2 separate regions of the Macaca mulatta genome follow, and region 2 is linked to region 1. A link is a contact called in public Hi-C data. All regions are on one chromosome and are shown on one strand. The core of a region is the stretch at or near the end of the contact, and the rest is flanking DNA. Distances in the headings are between cores, read along the strand shown.

Region 1 (5,086 bases), core at 1,319-3,818:
ACATAAAGTGGGGAAAGGACACCCTATTCAACAAATGGTGCTGGGATAATTGGCTAGCCACATGCAGAAGAATAAAACTGGATCCTCATCTCTCACCTTACACAAAAAATCAATTCAAGATGGATCAAAGACTTAAATCTAAGGCCCGAAACCATAAAAATTCTAGAACATCAGAAAACCACTTCTAGACACTGGCTTAGGCAAAGACCTTCATGACCAAGAACACAAAAGCAAATGCACAAAAAACATAGATAGATAGATGGGACCTAAACACAAAAGCTTCTGCACAGCAAGAGAAATAATCAGCAGAGTAAACAGATAACCCACAGACTGGGATAAAATCTTTGCAAATGCATCTGACAAAGGACTAATATCCAGAATCTATGAGGAATTCAAACAAATCAGCAAGAAAAAAATAAACAATCCCATCAAAAAGTGGCCTAAGGATATGAATAGATAATTCTCAAAAGAAGATAAATGAACGTCCAACAAACATGAAAAAATGCTCAACATCACTAATGATCAGGGAAATGCAAATCAAAGCCACAGTGCAGTACCATCTTATTCCTGCAAGAATGGCCATAACTTAAAAATCAAAAAATAATAGATGTTGGCAGGGATGTGGTGGAAAGGGAACACTTTTACTAGGACAACCACTATGGAAAACGCATGGAGGTTCCTTAAAGACCTAAAAGTAGATCTACCATTTCTTCCAGCAATCCCATTACTGGGTATATCTTCTTTGGAGAAATGTGTATTCAGATCCTTTGCCAATGTGGTCAATGAGCACAGGAACAGATGCTCAACATTATTAGCTGTCAGAAAAATGTAAATCAAAACCACAATGAAATGCCATTTCACATGCACTAGGATGGCTATTATCAAGAAGGAAGATGATAAAAGGTATAGACAGGGATATAGAGAAATTAGAATCTTCATACACTGCTGGTAGAAATGTAAAAATGGTGCAGCTACTTTAGGAAACAATCTGGTGATTCCTCACAGTATTAAACAGAATTACCTTACAGCTCAGTATCTCCACTTTCAGGTATATACCCAAGAGAGTTAAAAACATGTACATGACTTGTACATGAATGTTCATAGCAGCATTATTCATAATAGCCCCAAACTGGAGATCTACATGACCATCAGTTGGTGAATGGATAAACAAATTGTGATATATTTAGACAATGAAATACAACTCAGCAAAATAAAGGAATTATTGGTAACACAGAACATGGACAAACCTCAAAAGTATGCTAAGTGAAAGAAGTTAGACACAAGAGGCTAAATACTGTAGAACTCCATATGTAATAAAATCCACTAAAGGCAAAACTACAATGAAAGAAAGCAGGTGTTAGTTGCCAGTAGCTAGGGTAGGAGAAAGGGAATGACTGCAAAGAGGCATGAAGAAACTTTCTGGGTTGATGGTAATATTATTTTTACATTTTAGAGACAGGGTCTTGCTCTGTCACCCCAGGCTGGAGTGCAGTGGTACCAGGAAAGGAAGAAAGGAAGAAACCAGGGTAGGAAGGAAGGAAGGAAGGAAGGAAGGAAGGAAGGAAGGAAGGAAGGAAGGAAGGAAGGAGGGAAGGAGGGAAGGAGGGAAGGAGGGAAGGAGGGAAGGAGGGAAGGGGGGAAGGGGGGAAGGGGGGAAAGGGGGAAGGGGGGAAGGGGGGAAGGAGGGAAGGAGGGAAGGAGGGAAGGAAGGAAGGAAGGAAGGAAGGAAGGAAGGAAGGAAGGAAGGAAGGAAGGAAGGAAGGAAGGAAAGAAGGAAGGAACAAACCAGGTGTGGTCATCTCCAAAATCCTAAACTCATGAGCTGCCAGCTTGCTTGCTGTCTGTTGAGTCTCCCAATCCCTCTTAGCTGTGGTCTTCCTGGCTGTACTTCAATGAGGAGGCTGAAAGAGATGACCTCTGAGAGGGCTTCCATCTCTGCTAATCTTCCATCAGGGTCTACCTGAGGCTGCACAGGGTGGATGTTGAGAGCGTGGGCTCTGGAGTTCACTGCGAGAGCTGGAATCCTATCCATAGCCTGCCACTGTGACTGCATAGCCTTGGACAAGTTACTTAACCAATTTGTGCCTCCGTTTCGTCAGCTATGAAGCAGAGCTGTTATGGGCACTTAACTCTGAGGGTTGTTCTGAGAATTAAATGAGTGAATATATGTAAAAGTCTTAGAACAAGGCCTGGCGCCAAGTAAAAGCTCAAATGCTATTGGATGCTTTTATTTTAGGAGATGTGCAACTTTGGGCCAGTGATTATGTTCTTTGAGCCTCGGTTTCATCATCTGCATAATAGGGATGAAAATGTCAACTACCTAATCAGGAAGATCTGATGAAATAACCTGTGTAAAGCTCTCATACCACAAGTGACGCACAGAAAGCACTTGCAAAATTTTAGTTATCTTTGGTATTATTACTGCCAAAGCACGCTTCTCCAACGTCACCAAGGCACGCCAGGTTTTCCTATAGCACAGAAAGGAAGTTTATTAGCGGGAATTACCCTGTGCCATTCAGCAGCCCCATAATGAGATTGGTGTTATTCAAGGCTGATCCTCCTTATCGGCGGCGCTGTGAACTGCGCAGCTCATGATGCTTAATTTCTCTCTATGGAGCGAAGCCTTTAATCCCGATTCAGGGTGGCTGGGATTCAGCCTGGCTTTGCGCTTGATTGCCAGCCAGGCATTCTCTGGCTGCGCTGAACCAGAACAAAGCAGCCCGCGGCTCCACTCTGAAAACAAGTCAAGATGCTTGGGAGAGGTGGGGCCACCTCAAGGCTCAGCCCTGATTTGCATTTTAATGGTCTCCAGGGATGGGAAAGCACTGGCACCCAGGCTCTTCCCTAATCACAGCTCAGCTTCCAGAAGCTGGCAGGGCGCGGGCAGAGTGCCGAGGCTTCAGAGGAAGAGTGCAGGAGGCTGTGCTGTGGGAGTCTCAGGACCAGGTGATATGTTCAGGCAGGACCGGGGGTCCTGCTTCCCCATGGGGTCTAAACACCTTGAGCTGGCATTCAAGGCCTTCCCTGGTGAGGCACGGCTGACGACAAAGGAAAGCAGGGGGTGGCAAGCGTGGTGTGGGGTAGGTTGCTGGAGACAGGGGATTTTCAGGCCCTTTAGAGATGGAGACATAGCTTCCTGCAGGAGGTCACACAGTACCCAGACACACCAGTTAGAGCAGGTCTCCGAGGCAAGTGCCTTGGCTGCAACTCCAGAGCTCTGTCTTGATTTTAAGTTCATTAGAAATAAATAATAGGCTCCCCCAAAAGATCATGTGATTTTATGCCTAGTATACAGCAGATACCCAATTAATATATGCTGGATGAATGAGTGAATGACAGAGACTACACTAACAGAACAGTACTTAGCCTAAAAGAGATTCTAGTACTGTAATACTCTATGCTAGTCAGGCCAGACCTGGGAGATGACGTGAAAGATTTGTACAATAACAATAACAGGTGAAATAACAGCAGGTACCAATTACTGAACCCCATTATATGTCAGGGACTTCTCACCCATTATTTCTAATGCCTCTAGAGAATTCCTCTGGGGAAAGGGGTGGAGGGACAGCTAGCTGCCTCCCCAGACTCATGCTTCCCTTTGCAGAGTGTCCAGCTGTGCTGGGACAGTGGCTCTGGACATGCTTCCGCTCATGGATTCAGGCTGGTCATGTGACTAATTCTCCACACTGGAATTTGAGCATCTACAGGTGTCATTTGTGGTCTGAAATGGTAAAGAAGTGTGCCTGCTCCACAGCCTCTCTCTCCATCCACAAAGAGAGAGGACGCCGAAGATCTAGAGGAGGATGAAGCCACAAGAAAAAAGAGCCTTGATCCCTGAATGACCATGTGGAAGCCACCTAACGAGGTCATGTGCATTGGGCTATAATGTGAGTAAGAAGTAAATGATCTGTATGTGTAACCACTGAGAATGTGGAATTACTGACTTATTCCAGCAAATAGTGTCTCCCTAAGACTTGTGTTATGCTGTGGTGAAATATAATAAAAAGGTTGCCTGGAGAGCAGATGACTGCACCTGTAGCTCTAGAGCAGTGGTTCTCAAAGGGTTAGTCCCTGAACCAGTAGCATCAGCACTGTCTTAAGACTTACCAAAAATGCAAATCCTAGTCCTCACCTCTGCAGACCTACAGAATCAGAAATTCACAATGGAGTCTAGAAATCTGTGCTCTAGCCAGCCTCCTGGTGATTCTGATGTGTCCTCAAGTTTGGACAGAATTGCATTCTGGGACATAGGGTGTTAGTGAATGAGACTCTGCTCTGAGGCGGGCCTTAGCCCAGTTTGCCTTGGGCTGCATGTCTCTCCATCCCCACCTTCTGCCTCTGCTCATCTTGATCTCAAACCATGTTCCATTTCCACCTGCACATTTCGCTTCCAGGCTAGCTCCTACTTGGCCTTTAGGCCCAGCCAAGAGGCCACCACCTCCAGGAAGTCTTTTCAATTCTGTCCCATCTCTCTGTGTTCCCACAGAGCCTGTGCTGCCTCCCCACCGCCCCCGCCTGCAGAGCACAGACCAGCCTGTGCTAATAACTGACTGACTGGGGCTCCCTGCAAGCAGGTTCCATGTCCTATGAGCATTCCTTCCAGGAAAGAGCGGTCTTCCCCAGGCGCCTCAGGTCAGGCCCTAACCGTCTCTTCCGTTTGCAGGAACTGAGGAAGGGGAGGGGGAGAGGAGCTGTATCCCTGGTGGGCAGCTGGGCCCCTTACCTGCGTGGGATTGCATGTGCTCCAACAGGTTGTTGTAGAACTGGAACTGGATCCCACAGGCGCCACACGTGTAGGGTTCTGGAGGGAGAAATGAGGCAGCCGCGTGAGGGGTGGAACCAACGCAGACACCTTCTGCTGGGCTGCAGGCAGCTTTGCAAGTGGGAACCCAAACACACACTGGGTCTCTGTGCTCAGGGCTCCAGGCCCAGCCTGCCTGCCTCCCCTGTCACTAGACCCATGAGGGAGAGGCTGGGGGAAGGAACGATGGAGAGAGAAAGCCATGCAGAGAGAGACCATTAGCTCAATTGAGCAGCTATTTATTGAGTGCTTACTGCGTGCCAGCCACTGTTCTGCACACTTGAG
Region 2 (4,873 bases), core at 2,131-4,630, 350 kb after region 1:
ATCACCTGAGGTCCAGAGTTCAAGACAAGCCTGACCAACATGGAGAAACCCTGTCTCTACTAAAAGTACAAAATTAGCCAGGCGTGGTGGCACATGCCTGTAATCCCAGCTACTCGGGAGGCTGTGGCAGGAGAATCGCTAGAATGCAGGAGGTAGAGGTTGCAGCGAGCCGATATCACGCCATTGCACTCCAGCCTGGGCAACAAGAGCGAAACTCCTCAAAAACAGAAAAAGAAAAAGAAATTTCAGTTGGTTTAAACTAAATACGATTTAAAATACAGTGCTTCAGTACATCAGCCACACATCAGTCACACGTGGCTAGTGGCAACTGTGTCGGACGGTGCAGATAAAAAACACTTTCATTCTCCAAGAAAGTTCTAATGGACATTGCTGGTGTCGATAGCATTTTCTCATCACTCTCTTGTAACTTTCTGTTACAATTCAAGGAGATGAGGGGAAGGGGCTAAGATTAAGAGATTTCATTCCTACTCTGCTTTCTCAGACTGCTTTCACATACCTGTCCAGCACAATCCACTCAACGTGTTGTCAAGAAAATGTCATTATTTCTTTTTCCTAGTTAGAAAAACGGTGGCCGGTGAAGCACAGGAATTCGCTGAAAGTTACTCAGCTGGTAACCCACTGTGGGGCACAGTGGCAGCAGAGTAGGCCCAGGCATTTGCCTGTTGCAAATGAGGAGACCAAGGCTCAGGAAGTCACGTGGTTCCAGCCAGGCATCCCTGCCCCACAGTGGCTCAGCAAGGCCTCTTGCCACTCCGGGCAGCAGGGACCCATGAAATAGAGGCTTCCAGGGGCTTCCTGCAGCTGGTCCTGCTCTCCAGGAGGAACATTTTTCTGTCTGGAAAGTGACAAATTAACAGAAAATTCATGCTTTTGCTGTGATGAAAATGAAAATGTCTAATTTGCTAGTCAAAAGCATTTCCCTGTTTAGAGATAAGAGTAAATTTGAGTCTTTGTTATCCGTGATTGACACAGCACAGTGCAGAGCTTCCTGGAGATCTCTGGCTCCATTCTGTGGTCTAGGAATGGTGTACCTGGTTGTCGCAACTGGCTAGTCCCCAAATTCGTCTTGCCTGATCTCACTGCCAACACTGCTGGGTAATTTTTTCTTTTTTGAAGGAAAGTCTGCCATGGAGGAAGGATTTATGTGTGTGTGTTTGCATATTTCACAGAGTCTGGAGCTGTCTCATTAGGTCAGAGAAATGGGAGAACCCTTGAAGGAAGGAGGCTTCTAAGTGATGTTTGCATGCAGAGCACTGGATTGGGTGGGCGTCAGGAAATCCAGGCCCTGAGCCTAGCTTGCCTCTTCCTCTTTGAGCCTTTCAAGTTAATTTAATAGGAATTTATTGCCTTTAGGATAGTTGCTAGCCAGGGAAGCAAAACGGGTCTCAGCTGTCATGAGGACTTCAATTGATTGGTGGTGACTAGCCAGAGTGCTTGATGGAGAAGCATTCTGAAGACACGAAGAGACAAGAACCCCTGATTGATTGCTCATGTTTGGGGGGCCCAGGAATAGGAAGTGGCAGCATCCCACAGTAAAACGAGATAAACAGTAATGATAGAAATAATAATAACAGGCCGGGCGTGGTGGCTCACGCCTGTAATCCCAGCACTTTAAGAGGCCAAGGTGGGCGGATCATGAGGTCAGGAGATCGAGATCATCCTGGCTAACATGGTGAAACCCCGTCTCTACTACAAATACAAAAAATTAGCCGGGCATGGTGGCGGGCGCCTGTAGTCCCAGGTACTCGGGAGGCTGAGGCAGGAGATGGTGTCAACCTGGGAGGCGGAGCTTGCAGTCAGCCAAGAAGGCGCCATTGCACTCCAGCCTGGGTGACAGAGCAAGACTCCATCTCAAAAAAAAAAAAAAGAAAGAAAAAGAAATAATAATAACAGTAATTACAATAAGGCTTTCCTGGTCAAGTCATTGGGAACATCAAGTAAAATCATGGATGTGAAGGTACTTTGAAAACTGGGCAGAAAGACTCATGATGTCTAGACTCAATTATTAAGTGTTTTTGTTGTGAATCATGAGTTCCTTGTTCGTGCGACTTGAACCTTTTCCCCAGAGTATTGCCTGGCCTTGTCATGAGGCTGGAGGCTGCAGTGATGTGGAAGGAGACTCATGGGTGAATGCACATTTGGGTATTCATTTCTGCACTCACCCTTGGCAGCTCTGTTCATTCATTAAGACACATGTCAAAGAGTCTTTAAAGGTCCAGGTACTGGCACCAAGACAGGCCTTCCCGACCCCTCCCTCCTCGGAGCTCCTGGAATACCACCAAGATTGAGCAAGTTTTGATCCATCGTGGCATTTAAAGTGCATTGGAACAGTCATTTTATTACCAGGATGGGGAAAATGAGGCGGAGAAAAGGTAACAGACATGTGCAGGTTCGCATAGCCAGTTCCTAGCAATGGTACGCTGACCCTAATGCCAGCTACCTGTGAGTGGCTTTGCATAATTACCTCTAAGCCTTGTCATCACCCCACAAGGCAAAGGTTAAGGTTCCATTTTATGGTTTTAATAAAACTAGACTCTGGGAGGGGAGGTATTGACCCAAAAGCATAAGCAACAGAGGAAGATTTCAAACCAGATCTGGCTGACTCCATAACCTCGGGTCTTTTGACTGTTGTACAGAGCCAGCAGGAGCTTCCAGCGAAGGCTCAGAACCTGGGGTTCTGCCCAATGCCTCTCACAGTCAAGGCAGGGGGGACCTCCTGGGTCAAGGCCCTCGACCTGGCAGCGTCTTTTAAACTCCTTCTAGAGCTTGAAGTTAGTCCACTGCTGGGTATCTCTGTACTGAGGGTGGCACCTCATCCTCAGAGGAACAGCCTGAAAAGGAGGTGGGAGAGAGTTGGGAGCCAAGACCCTTAGGAGAGGTCACTGGGGACATCCCAGTGTACTTGACACCATGAAGGAGCTCTGGAGGGAGCCTGCAGACCCGGACTTCCCTGCTTATCAGTTTTGCACCCTAAAGAAAGGCACCCAGAGCCCAGAGCCTCAGTATCCCCACCTGCAAAATGGGGCAATTATAACAACAGCCAGCACTTACTGGGGAACACACTGAATTCGCAAACTAACCACGGAAAGTAGGTGCTACAAATATCATCCCTACTTCACATAGGAGGAAACTGAGGCACAGAGACGCTGCATGACTCTCTCAAGGTCATTCAGCACGGAGGTTAGAACCCGGGCAGCTGGATTTCAAAGCCTCACCCTTCCAGCACCAGGAAAGACTGCATGGAGAGCCTCCCCTACCTACGTAGCAAGCGCGCAACCCTTGCTTACAAAGCGGTTTTGGTAAACACGCCTGTATTCTCTGGGGCAGCACGCATCTCCACGGTTTCCTAAAGAGGAAACAGATCCGAGAGGGGCCAAAGTCAAGGCAGCTGCAAAGCAGGGTGCGAACTCCCTTACCGGTTCTCGAGTTCCCGCGGGTGGTGGGGAGGACCGGAGGGGGTTACTTGGGCTCCAAACCGGGGAGTGTAGGCCTGAGTGTGAGGGCTGCAGGGTGGGATCCCCCGCTCCCTCCCCTGACCCTCACCCCCAACTGGCCCTCAGGGTCCGCGCTGGGAGCTCGGCAGAAGCGCTGACTCCGCAGTTTCCAACCCTCCATACCCTGCAGCGCTCCGCACCGCGCAGCCTGGAAAAGTCCCCAATGACACTCGCCCGCGGCGGCGACGCCAGGCCCCTCGGGGATCGTTTATGGAGAGCCCGGGGCAGGAGAGATCGCGGCGGAGGGAAGGAAGGGGAAAGAGGGCCGAGGACAGGGCTCAGAATTACTAGAAGCTTAGAAGGTGACAATGATCCACCTTGTGTGGGTGACTGCTGAACAGAGCAGTTGATTCCCGAACATCCACAGCAGCGCCTGGCTCTGCCTACACACCACTCAACGCACGCAGAGCGAGAAATTCTGCAGATGGGAAATGGGAAGCGGGGAGGGTGGCAGGAGGAGAGAGAAAGCCACCAGAAAGGGCACCTATACACTTCCTGCTCAGAAGGAGAAACTGAGGCCCCAGGAAGGAGACATCCAGGAGTCTTCATTCCCTGGAGAGGGTGGGATTCCTTCCTTTAAAAGGTGATGGGAGGCCAATATCCACATCCCCTCTTCCTTCCTCCCCACTTCCTCCTCCACCCTCCTCCCTCCCTTCTCCACTCTCCTTCCTGCTCTCTTCCTTCCTCCTCCCTCTTGCCTCCTCCCTCCCTTCTCCACCCTCCTCCCTCCTCTCTGTTGACTTTTTTCCTCCTCTCTGCTTCCCTCCTCCCTCTTCTCTGCCTTCCTCCTCCCTCCCTTCCCCATCTTCCTCTCCGTCTTCCTCTTCCTTCCTCCTCCCTCTTCCCTCCCTTCCCCACCCTCCTCCTCCCTCCTTTCCCTACCCTCCTCCCTCTTCTCTGCCTTCCTCCTGCTTCTTCCCTCCTCCCTCCCCTCTTCCCTCCTTTTCCTTCCTCCCTACTTTCCCCTTCTCCTCCGCAGCATTTGCAGAGGCTTCAAGAGGAGTTATCCCAGTGTCTGCCTTTGAAGGGGTCCCAGTTTTCCCAGTAGCTTTGAGACCTGCTCCTGTGTCAAATCCTGGCCTTGTCCTTTGCAGAGAGGGGTGTTCCTGAGGCTTCACAAGGCCTGGGGGAGCTGGAGAGAATGGAAAGAACCTGAGCAGGGTCTGCACTTGGCCCCCCTTCCCTCAGAGCCTGTGCCTCTGCAGCCCCCTGGGAGACCTGGCTTCCAGCCTCAGCCCTGCAAGGCAAGTCACTGTGCTGCAGGATGCTTCATTCCCTCCTCTATATATGGGAACAGCAAGGACAACCACCCCCCACTGCTTCACGGGAGTCCAGGGGCCCAAAAGAGCCTGCAGGAT

The links. A called contact is a pair of places that touch in the nucleus more often than the background predicts.
Region 2: a contact with region 1 is called in a Hi-C map of fetal cortical plate, with 3 times the contacts expected there. The contact joins two enhancer-like sites. A contact is called at or near these places in 6 of 14 Hi-C or Micro-C datasets (CD4 T cells, blood, cortical neurons and 3 more).

What each region holds. Positions count from the first base shown.
Region 1 is chr15:44,285,378-44,290,463 of T2T-MMU8v2.0, forward strand. It overlaps ZNF618 (zinc finger protein 618), which reads right to left. Exons shown (of 15, transcript XM_077968268.1): 13 at 4,724-4,801. Among named protein-coding and RNA genes, the nearest start is that of AMBP, 36 kb to the left of the region's middle. Within about 2 kb of position 2,569, at least 4 of the 40 cell types and tissues checked have an H3K27ac peak or open chromatin away from gene starts, as enhancers often do. A contact at or near this core is called in fetal cortical plate, where this site is marked.
Region 2 is chr15:44,631,796-44,636,668 of T2T-MMU8v2.0, forward strand. No RefSeq gene overlaps it. Among named protein-coding and RNA genes, the nearest start is that of ZNF618, 180 kb to the left of the region's middle. Within about 2 kb of position 3,381, at least 7 of the 40 cell types and tissues checked have an H3K27ac peak or open chromatin away from gene starts, as enhancers often do. A contact at or near this core is called in fetal cortical plate, where this site is marked.